2 separate regions of the Oryctolagus cuniculus genome follow, and region 1 is linked to region 2. The links are chromatin contacts, called in public Micro-C maps. All regions are on one chromosome and are shown on one strand. The core of a region is the stretch at or near the end of the contact, and the rest is flanking DNA. Distances in the headings are between cores, read along the strand shown. Region 1 holds the start of NR4A3 (nuclear receptor subfamily 4 group A member 3). Region 2 overlaps SEC61B (SEC61 translocon subunit beta).

Evidence for each region. Hi-C and Micro-C count contacts between places; a contact is called where the count stands out from the background.
Region 1: a Micro-C map of ear pinna shows a contact between it and region 2, with 2.6 times the contacts expected there. The contact joins the promoter of NR4A3 here to the enhancer-like site in region 2. A contact is called at or near these places in 2 of 6 Hi-C or Micro-C datasets (ear pinna and skin fibroblasts).

The regions. Positions count from the first base shown.
Region 1 is chr1:203,481,414-203,487,242 of mOryCun1.1, reverse strand. It overlaps NR4A3 (nuclear receptor subfamily 4 group A member 3), which reads right to left and starts at 4,242. Exons shown (of 9, transcript XM_017349418.3): 1 at 3,689-4,242; 2 at 633-920; 3 at 327-509.
Region 2 is chr1:202,914,412-202,920,447 of mOryCun1.1, reverse strand. The region is part of intron 3 of SEC61B (SEC61 translocon subunit beta); the gene reads right to left. Among named protein-coding and RNA genes, the nearest start is that of SEC61B, 40 kb to the right of the region's middle. Within about 2 kb of position 4,502, at least 1 of the 8 cell types and tissues checked has an H3K27ac peak or open chromatin away from gene starts, as enhancers often do. A contact at or near this core is called in ear pinna, where this site is marked.

The DNA of each region.
Region 1 (5,829 bases), core at 2,993-5,492, 570 kb before region 2:
GTGGATATAAAAGAGAGACAACAATGAAGATGTTAAAATGTATGGAAGACCCCAGTCTATTTTGGTGTATTTGCATTTTGCTTTGGAAAAATAATTTTTGAGAGATGCAACGCTTAATTTAATCTGGCTGCTCCCCCTCGGTAAGCAACAGGGTGTGGTAATACAGAGGAGCTTCGTTCGAGGAAGCCACCTGTGCTGCGAAATGCGCGGCCAGCAGTGGCTGTCCTGGCACTGAGCGAGCAGACCAGTCTGCCTGCTGGGTGTGTGGTTCCCCCACCCCCTTCTCCCAGCCTGGGAAGTCTAAGGGGTCGCACTTTCAGACCTACCTGGAGGGTATCTTGCGCGCTGAATGGTGGGGCTGGGGGTCTCTCCAGCGGAGGCCGAGAGTGTAAGAGGCGGGGACGTCTTGGGAGGCGAAGCGGCGGCGGCGGCGGCGGCGATGCCCGACTCCGCGGAGGGTCCAGGCTCAGGGCCCGGGCTTGCCGGGCTGCGCTCTTCCGCAGTGGGCTCTGCAGGCACCGGGAGAGAGGGCAGAGGTCGCGATGAGACCAGGCTGGGTCACCATGGCCTGGGCGGGCATACGGGGAGGGGTTTGGCGGGGAGCCTCTAGAGAATTCTACTGCGTTAATTACCAAGAATTAGCGTAAGGGCAGGTAAGGGTACTTAAGGGTACCGGAGTCCCTGGGCAAGAAGCATCACACCGCCTTGGGAAAGCCGAGGAAAGGTTGTCCGCACCCGCTGCGCTCATCGCCGTTTTGAGGTACCCGAACCGAGGCTAAAAACCTCGCAGCCTGTCGTCGCCCAGAAATTGCTCTCTTTGCCCCCACAATTGGTTCCGGGCTCGCGAAGGCAGGAACACCGAAGAAAAGAGAACGCTTGAGGAACGAGTTCCGCCCGAATTTGGGGGTCAGCGAGTGTGCCTGAGCGGAAAATAGCCATTTTCCAACTCCGCCCGCCCGCCACCCCTCAGATACAAATTTTTACACGTTGCATAGGAAATGCATAAGGTCCGGAACGAATGCATGAATGCCCCGAGGAATTAAGAAAGTCTACGCTTTTCATTCTAAATGCTAATGGAGCTTCGCTTCTATTAGCCGGGAGTTTCGGGGGCCAGGGGTCAAGCAAACAAAAGGGCACAGTGCACAAGGAGGCCCGCGCTGGAAGCCGGGCGGCGAGGCGGGCGGAGGGAGGTTCCCTGCACGCAGCGGGCGGTGTCCCCGAGGGTGGGCGGCTTCGAGGCTGCAGGCCATCCCGCGCCCCGGAGGGGGCACATTCCTGGGAGCGCCTAATGCGGCTCCCGGGCGAAAGGCTCCACGCGCAGCCCAGCGAAACTTCGTCTCGGAGCGCTTTGGCCCCAAACTCCGGCCTACAGCGCCCCCTTTGCCTGGGGTGGGCAAAGCTCGGAGGGTAGGAACGTGGATCGAAAAGAAAAAATACACAAAACCCCAAGTCAAACAAAACCAGAAGAAAAAACCTCCCGGGTGCACGGTCCGCAAAGGCCAGGTAAGTTCTGCCTCCTGCCACCCTCGATGGCCAGACTTTGCGTGCAGGGACAGAGAAAGGGGCTCGGAGTCCCCGGGTGCGGGAAAACCTTGAGGGCTAAGAAACGGGGGGATTCCCTCGCCATCCCCTGCCTGAGCCGCTCCGACGGGAAGCTTGAGCTCCCTGGAGCGCAGGCCCTGGAGGATCTTTCCACGGCCGCAGCGCGTGCTTCCCGTCCCCGCGCAGCTTCAGTAGGGGTCTCTGGCTGTCCCCGCCCCCTACTCCAGTGGGTGCTCGCATTCCCGCCCCTGCCTGGGGAGCCCTCTGAATTCCGGGCGGCTGAGGGCCGCCGCGCCTCCCCAAGGAAGGGGTTCCTCTCGCGCGCCCAGCGGCGGCGGCGGCGGCAGAGTCCAGGCGTCTCCCAGACATCCCGGCCCGGGCGCCCCTCGGTTCCCTCCGCCCCGCAAACGGCCGGTTACCTAGGCGTAGGGCTCGGCGCCTGGAAACACGTTCCGCGGCTCGCGCTCACGGCAGCCGGCCGGGACCTGAGGCTCGGGGTTATAAATTAGGAAGCAGTAACTACATCCGTCAAAGCCCCTTTCTCTCTCGTGGGCGGACGAAAGGAACACCCCCGTGTTCCCCTCCCTGGGGTGAAGTGTGTGGAGGAAACCGTGAAACGCACCATTGTGACCGGGGCTCTTCCGCGGAGTTTCCAACCCCGGGGAGCGGGGGCGGAGGCTGGGCGGGGGCAAGGGGAGTGGAGGAGACAACGACAGAAAGGGAAAGATTCTCAGAAAGACCGAGGGAACCCAGCCGCGGCGCGGGGGAGGGTTTCTGCGAGCGCACGGTCCCGGGGATCTGCCTGGGGTGCGGGGAGAGGGACCGGGCGGAGGGGGAGGTCGCTGGGGCCCAAGGAGTCTTTGACAGCCACATGACGAACGTCTTGTTCGGCTGCAATAACTAGAATAAAGTGATTTCATTCATTGTGCCCAGGCTCCGAGACGCACAGCTTTTCTTCCCCCCGTCTCGATTCTGTAATACACTCCCCCGTCGTGGGAAAAGGAGCCCCAGGACTTGGGTTCGCGGGGGGATCGGGTGCAGGCGCCCGCGGACCTCCCCGGCACCCTCGCGCCGGGGGCTAACGCTCCGGATTCCTGCTCCCCGAACTCCGTGCAGCTCTTCCCTCCGGAGAGCCCAGACACACGAATAAAAAGGCAATCTCCAAGAACATCTCTCGGGAATCAAGGGGGGCAAACGGCCCTCCTCCTTCGCCCGGTCCCAGGGCTCCCAGCAGGTCCCAGCGGTGCCCGCGGCGGTCGATCGTCGCGGGCCGCGCTCGCCTCTCTGCGCTCCCTCTCGGCTGCCGACAACTTTCATTTCTACTAAGTAAGGCGCTCGGAGCAACTTCTCCAAAAGCGCGAGCTCAGGCAGTGACCCGGGAGCATGGCTTTCCCGCACCGCGCCTGGCCCAGAGGAGAGGCTCCAGGTCCCCACGCGTGTCGGGGCCCGGGAGCCGACAATTACTCCCGATTACCTCCAAAGCGCAAAGTGTAAGCCGGCAAGCCGGGCGACGCCAGGCAGACGTGCCCAGCGGAGCCCCAGGCTCATTTCAATACAATAAGCCACATTCCTACAATTACGTCCTTTCCTGAGATCTCCGGGCGCCTATGCAAACTCGGGCGGCCCTTTCCCTCCCAGGCTTGCTCCCTGCCAGCCCAGCCAACTCGGTACCACCGTTCGGTTCGTCAGCTTGGACCCGCCAGAGCCCCTATTTCCGATTCTACTAAAAAGGCAGGAAAATTACTGCCGTTCATCACCGGAGCTGCAACTCCCCGCCGCCGCCGCCGCCGCCGCCGCCGAGAGCATCATTACCATGACAACTAGAGCGAAATACCCTGAATTACAGCTCTGGGGCTGCTGCTGCACAAATCCCGGTTCTCCTCTTTGTTAGAGGCTTTTCGCCTCTCGGGGTGGGGAGAGGAATCCCACTCGCTCCGGAGATCCCCGCGGGCCCGCTCCCGAGGAAAAGTTTCAGATCAGAACCCACGGGCCGCTCGCCTCGCGAAGCCGGAGCCCGGAGGCGGCGGGGTTTGGTTGAAGGGGGGGAAGACCCCACGCTCAAAGTTGTCAATTTCAGGAGCCAAGCTCCCCAGCGCGCCAACTTTTTAGCAAGTCCCCCTATTAACCGGGCGAATCTTATACATACTTGAGTGCTGTGGCGGTTCCGTCTTTAGAGCGAGTTTCTAGAGAGCTGCCCCGAAATCTGCACTTGGGTGGGAGTCGCAGCTGCTGTCCCGGAAGGGCTGCGGTGTACAAGCCCCGCGGCTCCCGGAGGCGGCGAGCGGCTGGCGGGGGATGCTGCGACCCCGACTCATGGGAGAGCGGCGCCGAGAGGTTCTGCGGGCGTCCTGGCTCCGGCCGCGACCGCAGGGCAGGATGCAGCCGTCGTGCCCACCTCCACGGCCACCGCCGGCGCTGTCAGCGTCGCCAAGGGAGCCGGGCAGGAGCGTCCGGCTGCGGCGCGGCGCGGCCCCGGCAAGGGCGCAGGGCGCGAGGGGTGTGAGCGCGCGGGCGAGAAGGGAGCGTGTGTGCGGAGCGTGTGTGCGCGCGTGTGTCTGTGCGTGCGAGTGAGGGAGCGGGTGTGAGCGTGTCTGTGTATGGGGAGCGGAGGAGGAGCAGGCGCTGGAGGGGTTGGGGGCGGGAGGCAGGAGACTCCGCTCTCCCGGCTGCGCGTTCGCTCGCTCTCCCGGCACGTCATTTATGCCACAGGAGCCCTAGCGGCCTCTCCATAGAGTGCCTGGAATGCGAGACGTCAATGTGACGCCATGGGACGCTACGTCACCCTCCTCCTCCTCCCTCCCCTGGCCCAGCCGGTTCCGCGTGTGCGAGGGAGGGTGTGTGTGTGTGTGTGTGCGCGCGCGCGCGGGTGAGTGATCTGGAGCGCGCGCGCGCGTTCCCCTGCCCAGGAGCGTGGCGGCACAATGGAAAACTGTGCCCTGGCCGAGGGGGGGCCTCTGGGACCCGCGCTGCCAACCCCTGAGCAGCGGCACAGCTCGCCGGAGCGCGCGTCTGCGGGAGGGTGCAGCGGCCCGCCCGCGGGTCAGGCGGCACCGCCCAGCTGTCAGGCTCGGGTGGAGTAGCGCTGGAGGAGTGCTGCTGGCTCGCCTCCGAGGCTGCCCCGAGGCTGCGAGCCAGGGCCGGGGGGTAAGGGAGAGGACAGCTCTTCCGAGAGGGAAGGCTGCGCCAGCCAGCTTCTCCGAGTGACCTGGCAGGCGGTGCAGCAGGAGTCTGGCACCAGCCCGAAGACTCCCGGAGGTGCAGCTGCGCTTTCCTCCTGCCACGGCGCTGGAGCTGTTTACTTAGCCCTGGCCCTGTGCGCTTAGGCTGACTCCCCTCCTCCGCCCAGCAGCTTCTGGGTGCGTGTTTCGCACGAGGATGCAGCTGGCTCGCGGATGAGGTTTGACTTCTTTACACTCAGGGTCTGGGTTTCCCGACCGGACACACTATAACCCAGCCGGGCGCACATCCATCGTCCACGCGCACGGAACCACCGGAGGTGTGCAAAAACAAACACACACGTGCTGAACAGCTGAGCGGGGTTGGCTGTTGTAAACCCTCGCTCATCCCCAGCACGCGGTCGGCGTGGAACTCTGCACTTTCACTTTTTGATGTCTGTAGAGCCCCCCCCTCGCCCATCTCCCAGATGAAGCATTTCGAAATCAGCCCGCAGGATTGATGAGTCAGTGGCCCTCGCTAGGGGATTTGCTGTGGTCTTGGGAGGTTGTGCCCAAAGCCTGGGTGACCCTGTGAGGGGCAGCAGTTTCTTCTTGGAAACGATGCATTTCAGTGTGAGTGGCTGAAAATCAAAACAGAAAATGCATCGGAGTTCCAGATGCTGAGTTCCAGAGGATGCTGCTTGAGTGACAGCAACCCCTTTCAGAAATGAATTTTGGAGGAGAAAACATTTGACCGTAACAGCGCTGACATACGTGGTCCCCAAGTGGTCCAGTGGCTTCGGGCGTGACTATTTATTTGACCTGTCCCTATGTTTTTTTTTTTTTTTAAATGTGTGTGGGGAGCAGTACCGAAGAAGTTTCGAGGTGGGACCAGAACCTTGCAAACCAAACTACGAATAAATATGTACGGCATGGGTAATGTGCAGACCGTGGGAGGATGCTGCCAAAGCTGACCCAGCCGAGAGGAACCGAGCCTCTGCAGCGCTGCGGAGTTCAATCTAGTCTCCGAAGCAAGGAGGGCGCTGCTACATTGTATCCATTCAAAGGCTGGCGGCGGGAGGGGGGCGGGGAGCGGGACCTGGAGCCGCGCGGCGCTGACGCACGCGAGGCG
Region 2 (6,036 bases), core at 3,253-5,752:
TCGGCAAAACCAGGAGCAGAGGCAGGAGCTGGCCTGCCCCAAGCTTTCACGCTCAGGCCTCTCACAAGGACTCTGAGGGCACACCCTCCCCTCACTGCCCAAACAACCTCCACTGGCCCACTTAATATCATAACTGGGGTAAGTTGACACCTTCTCGGACCATTCACTTACTTATCATGGAGCCAAATCCTGTCCAAGCCATGGCAGCAGGAAAGAGGACAAGTGGGCATTTGCAGTCACCTGGGCATCTCCTTCCTGCTCCTTCCCCCATGCCAAGTGGCCCGCTAGGCCACTGCTCGATCCACCACCCACGGTGACCTCACTCCCTTTCAAAGCAGCATTTTTAAAAGTAGTGGCGATGGGGGACAGGAGGCACTTTCAAGAGAGCTGCACGGGATGCAGTGAGAGGAAGGCAGTCAAGGATGGAGCTGACGGGCCCCGCGGCTCACTAGGCTAATCCTCCGCCTTGTGGCGCCGGCACACCAGGTTCTAGTCCTGGTCGGGGCGCCGGATTCTGTCCCGGTTGCCCCTCTTCCAGGCCAGCTCTCTGCTGTGGCCAGGGAGTGCAGTGGAGGATGGCCCAAGTACTTGGGCCCTGTACCCCATGGGAGACCAGGAGAAGCACCTGGCTCCTGCCATCGGATCAGCGTGGTGCGCCGGCCGCAGTGCGCCGGCCGTGGTAGCCATTGGAGGGTGAACCAACAGCAAAGGAAGACCTTTTTTCTGTCTCTCTCTCTCACTGTCCACTCTGCCTGTAAAAAAAAAAAAAATAAATAAAAAAAATAAGGATGGAGCTGAACTTCTGACTCATCAGACAGCAGGAAGTCGGGGGGGGGGGGTGGATAGCATGAACTCAGTCTTGGCCAGAAGACTTTGGGGAGACACTGAGACAAATGGTCATTGGATATTCAGATCCGGAGTTCAGAGGAGACATCCAGGCTGGGGACACAGAATGTAAAGTCCTTTTTCTAAAAAAAATGAGAGGTGTAATCAATAAGGAAGACAGAGAAAAATAAAAAGGGAAAAAGGGCTTAGATGAAGACTTGAAAATAAACAAGGAAAGGGCAGGAGGATGAGAGATGCTTAGCACCCAAAGAGGTGGAGGAAGAACCAGAAGACCACCCAGGAAGACCACCCAAAGGCCAAACTGCCAACAGTGTCTGGTGCTGTAGAGGTTCCCCAGTCCCAACAGAGCAACAGAGCGGGGGCAGGGAAGTCGCACGTCAGAGGTTGGGAGGGCTCCTTTTATAGATACAGGGCGTGGGGGTTAAAGGTTGAGGCGGGTCTGATCCTCATTGGTTGACCTTTAGGCACCCATGGGGACCTTGACAAGGACTTTTCTTCCCTGGAAGTGCGGGTAGGGACTCTCCATTCCCGGAAGTATAGGCCTTCCCTCCTTGCAGATCCCAAAGCTACCAAAAGGCAAGTGGATGGAGAGATGCTTAGCACCCAAAGAGGTGGAGGAAGAACCAGAAGACCACCCAGGAAACCACCCAAAGGCCAAACTGCCAACAGTATCTGGTGCTGTTGAGGAGTCATAAAAGATAAGGAGTGAAAAGGTCCGTGGGGTGCAGTGAGGTGAATGGGACAGCAAGGGGCCAACAGTTAGAGCTGAGCGGGGAGGGGTTGAGGACAGAATGGCGTGGAGGGGTGAGGCGGTGAGGCAGCGAGCATAAACTCTGCGTGGTAAAAGCACAGCACCCGAGGGTAGAGGGGAACCAGCATGTCCTCTGCACTGGGGCAGGGCTCACGTGATGGCCAGACCAGACAGGATGACTGGCCATCCCAGAGACAGAAGGGCAGTGAGCGCTCCTCAGAGGGCAGGAGAGGATGAGATCCAGGGTGGGGGATTGTTCCTGAGTGTTCCAACCGCACAGGGCCGAGTTCCACCCAGCACACATCATATGAGAAAGTAGCGGGTTTTCCTTCCGCCTTGTAGCACTACGTCACTTTTATAAAATTATAATTTTACAAGTTCCTTTATGCCCTTTTGCCCTTTTCACATCTCAGAATTACTCAATTCCTAGGAAGCCTGTTTAGCAATAGAACCAACATCTACAAAAGGTATGATAGCTGAAAAAATGTATTTATTCAGAGATATGAAAATCAGATCTTTTAGAGAAAGAAAATTGTGTGCAAAGATTTAGATAAGGCGTCAGTGTGTCCCCTGAAGATCCACGCTTGGTCCCCGGGGGCGCAGTGTTAGATGTGGTGACCTTTAAGAGGCGGGGCCAGGTGGGAGCAGCAGGTGATGGGGGGTTGGGGGGCACAGCCCTCAGAAGGACTTTGGTGAGTTAGCCCTTGAGAGAATGTGTTGTTGTAAAATGAGGTCACCCCACCCCTTGGCCCCTTTGGCACGTAGCCAGTTCCCGTTCTGTTTGTCCCGTGGAGACGCAGCATGGGTCCCTTACCAGGACCTTGGCAACAGGTAGGAGAACTGTAAGCCAAGTCAACCTGTTTGCCTTATGAAGCACCCAGCTCTGGGTATGCTGTGACAGCCAAATGCACAGGCCATGGTGTGCTGGCCAGTGCTCCTGCCTCCGTGCGGCCCCTCAGAAAGCTCATTGAAAGCACGCATTATGAAAAGAACAAGCACGAATGTCAACAACTTTTTGCAGCAAAACAAACGTGTGTTTTAATTCTATTTTCCAGGAACTTTTGAAATAACGCCCTCCTGGGTGAACCTCTCCTGAGGATTCCACCTGTTGAGGCTGCCACAGGGAGAACAGGACAGTCCTCTTTAGGGGGCGGGGCCTGACCCCCAGCAGCAGGAACCAAGGATAGAACCCCAGAGAAGCAGATTTCAGCTTCCCGGGAGGTTTGAAAAAACCCAGAGGGGTAGGGCCCTCCGAACACCGCCATGGTTCCCCTCCCTTCTCACCGCAGGGTCCAACCTGCTTACTGTCCACTGTGCTTGTTGGGAGAGGCCTCCTGGCACTGAGCCAAAACAAGCCCGCTTCTGCTGCTTGGTTTTTCTTTATGCTCACAGAGAAGCGGTGGCCAGCCAGGCCCGCTCCTGAGACGAAACCTGCAGAAATCCATGGAAGGGTCATGACCCACCTTAAGCCACCTTAACAAGGCCAAGGAGTCCCAAGTCCACCCGGCGCACCAAAGAGAGAAAGAGCGCTGAGACACAAGCGCCCCCAAACGGCCGTTTGTTCAAACAGGGGGCTGTGCTCAGCTTGTCTGGCCAGCAGGGTTAGTTCCTGCCAGCAGGGCCACAGAGGACAGCTCCTGATGGCAGAGGTCAAGTTTGTGTTTACACAACTGCAAACAGACCCCATCTAAAGTCCTGCCAGGTACTTTTTAAAGCAATGATTGCGGACATTGTAAATGTTTTTATTATTAGAGCATCTTTCCCTAGCTGTATAGACAACTGCAGCGCGTTCATTTTACAAGCTGAGTAGTATCCACTGAGCGGAGTGCTCTTATTGGATGTCTGAGATATTGCAAGTCCTTCCACCACCTCAGTGACAATTCTGCACACATCTGCTCGTGCTCTCTGGAATATGTGAATCCCATTTCTCCTCAAAAGACCTTACCGATGTATACATTCAGTTTCACCACTGAGAATATAAGGCAGGTCCTGCTGCCCTCATACCCACCACCACTCTTCTAGCTTTTGATGTTAAGTGGAAAGGGAATTTTTAAAAAAAATTGTGGGGGCCAACACTGGAACACAGCAGGTTAAGCAGACACTTCCAACACTGGCATTCCCATACCAGAGCAGTATTTGGAGTCCCAGCTGCTCTGCTTCCAGTCATCTCCCTGCTAATGCACCTGGGAAAGCAGGAGAAGATAGCCCAAGGGCTTGAGTCCCCAACACCCAGATGGAGCTCCAGGCTTTGGCTTGGCCCAGTCCTGGCTGTTGTGACCATTTGGACTGCGAATCAGCTCATAGAAATTATCTTTCTCTTCCTGTTTCTGCCTCTCTCTGTGTTGCTCTACCTTTCAAATTAATAAATAAATTTTAATTGCATTTTCCTAGTCATTGGTGGAGTTGAGCATCTTTTCATGTCTTTCTTGGCCATTTTTATTTCTTCCTTGGTGATTTATTTGTCCACAACCTCTGCTGGTTCTTCTTTTGAGTTACTTGTCATATTTCATATTAATATTAATTAATGTTTTATCAGTTTTATGCAAAACAAAAAATTAAGGTTTTGTTATTTTCTTTTTTTATAGAGGCAGAGATACAGAGAGGAAGAGAGACAGACAGATAAAGAGAATTCCCATCTGTTGGTTCACTCTCTAAATGCCTATAATGGCCAGGATTGGGCCAGCCAGAACCCAGAAGCCCAGAACTTAACCCAGGTCTTCCATAAAGGTGGTAAGAATCCAACTACTTGAGCCACCACTTCTTTCTCCCAGGGTTTCCATGGGTGGGGAGCTGGAGTCAGCAGCCAGAGCCAGGGTTCACACTCAGGTACTCTGACGTGTGACAAAGGCATTCAACTGCAGGGCTAAATGCCCACCCTGCCACAAAACTCCCCCCTACCCTATCTGTCACTTATCTTTTCTCTTTGCTTATCTCTGCTCACTTTTCCAAGAACTTACTCAAATACTCTCATTATGAAGCCTTTTTCTATCTGAAAGCTGTCTGTCTTTGGCATGAATCTTGCAAATATCTTTGCTCTCCATGTTGTTTTGGACTCTGTTTTGATTTGGAGTTAGAGGAGTTAGCATGTTTTATTTAGGCACATATACTTGGAATAACCTAGAAAAGTTTTCCTTACCCTGAGATAAGATATTCACCAATATCTTCTTCAGCCTTTCCTTACTAGGTTGTTTCTTTTTTAATTCATCTGGAATTTATTTTGTTGTTGGTATGCTTTGGAATCTCACTTTTTTTTCCCAAAATAGTTGGTCAAATTACTCAATATCTTCCATCAGATTAGTCATCCTTTCCTCTCGGGTTTGTCATCCCAGTTTACTCATGCACTTAATTTTAATTGGGACTTGAAAGAGGTAAAAATGATTATGATCAACAATCCTGACTTCCTTCGCAGGGAGAGATGAATTGCTATTTGTTTTGGATGGGGAAGGAGAGCGTGGAGCGGGATAACACTGGGGGGAGGCGGTTGTAAGAGTCCTGGAATTGATTGTGAAAAAGGAAAATCTGAGGAAGAAACGGCAAAAGAAGAAACTACTGAGTCATAGCAGGAATGCTGCATCAAAAACCAGGATGAGTTAGGGATGGCCGCGGGGAAGGCCCATTCCAGGACTCCTCAAAGAAGGCGATGCAAATACAATGGAGATAGTTCTACCGGGCTCCCAGCGGAAGGGAAGTGCCCCACAGCCACCTTGCCATGCCACCAAGCCAAGCACGAAGGACATCCTGTGTTAGGATTTGTTAATCAGTTGTCAGATACACAGAGCTATGTGAAAGAGTTTTGAAGAATGCATGTTCATTATTTAAATTCAGAGATGGAGAAGAATCAAGAAAAATTGAAGAACACTGGCTACCTTCCATCGAGCCCTACAACAATCCAATACTCTATTAGCTGCTTTATACATATGGTACTTTTCTTTAATATTTATTTGAGAGGCAGAATTACAGACAGAGAGAGGGAGAGACAAAGAGAAAGATCTTCCATCCACTGGTTCACTCCTCAAATGGCTGCAAACGCCAGGGCTGGGCTGATCCAAAGCCAGGAGCCAGGAGCTTCCTCCAGGCCCAAGCACTTGAGCCACCTTCCTCTGCTTTCCCAGGCACATTAGCAGGGAGCTGGATCGGAAGAGGAGCAGCCAGGACACAAACTGGTGCCCAAAGGGGATGCGGGCACTGCAGGTGGCGACTTAGCCTACTAAGCCACAAGTGCCTGCCCGCATACCATCCTTTATAAAAGAAGATAATAAAGCTCCTGCGATTGATCAATCAATCAATAGTGTCCCTGAGGCTGGCCTCCGTGAATACTCCCGGCACTTGCGGCCATACTCTCCTCTCAGATATTTTAAGATAGCTGCTGATCATTACGGAGCTCTTAGTCCCATGCCCAGGGCTGCAGAAACGCATCCTGTAAACCTCTCGAAGGAATC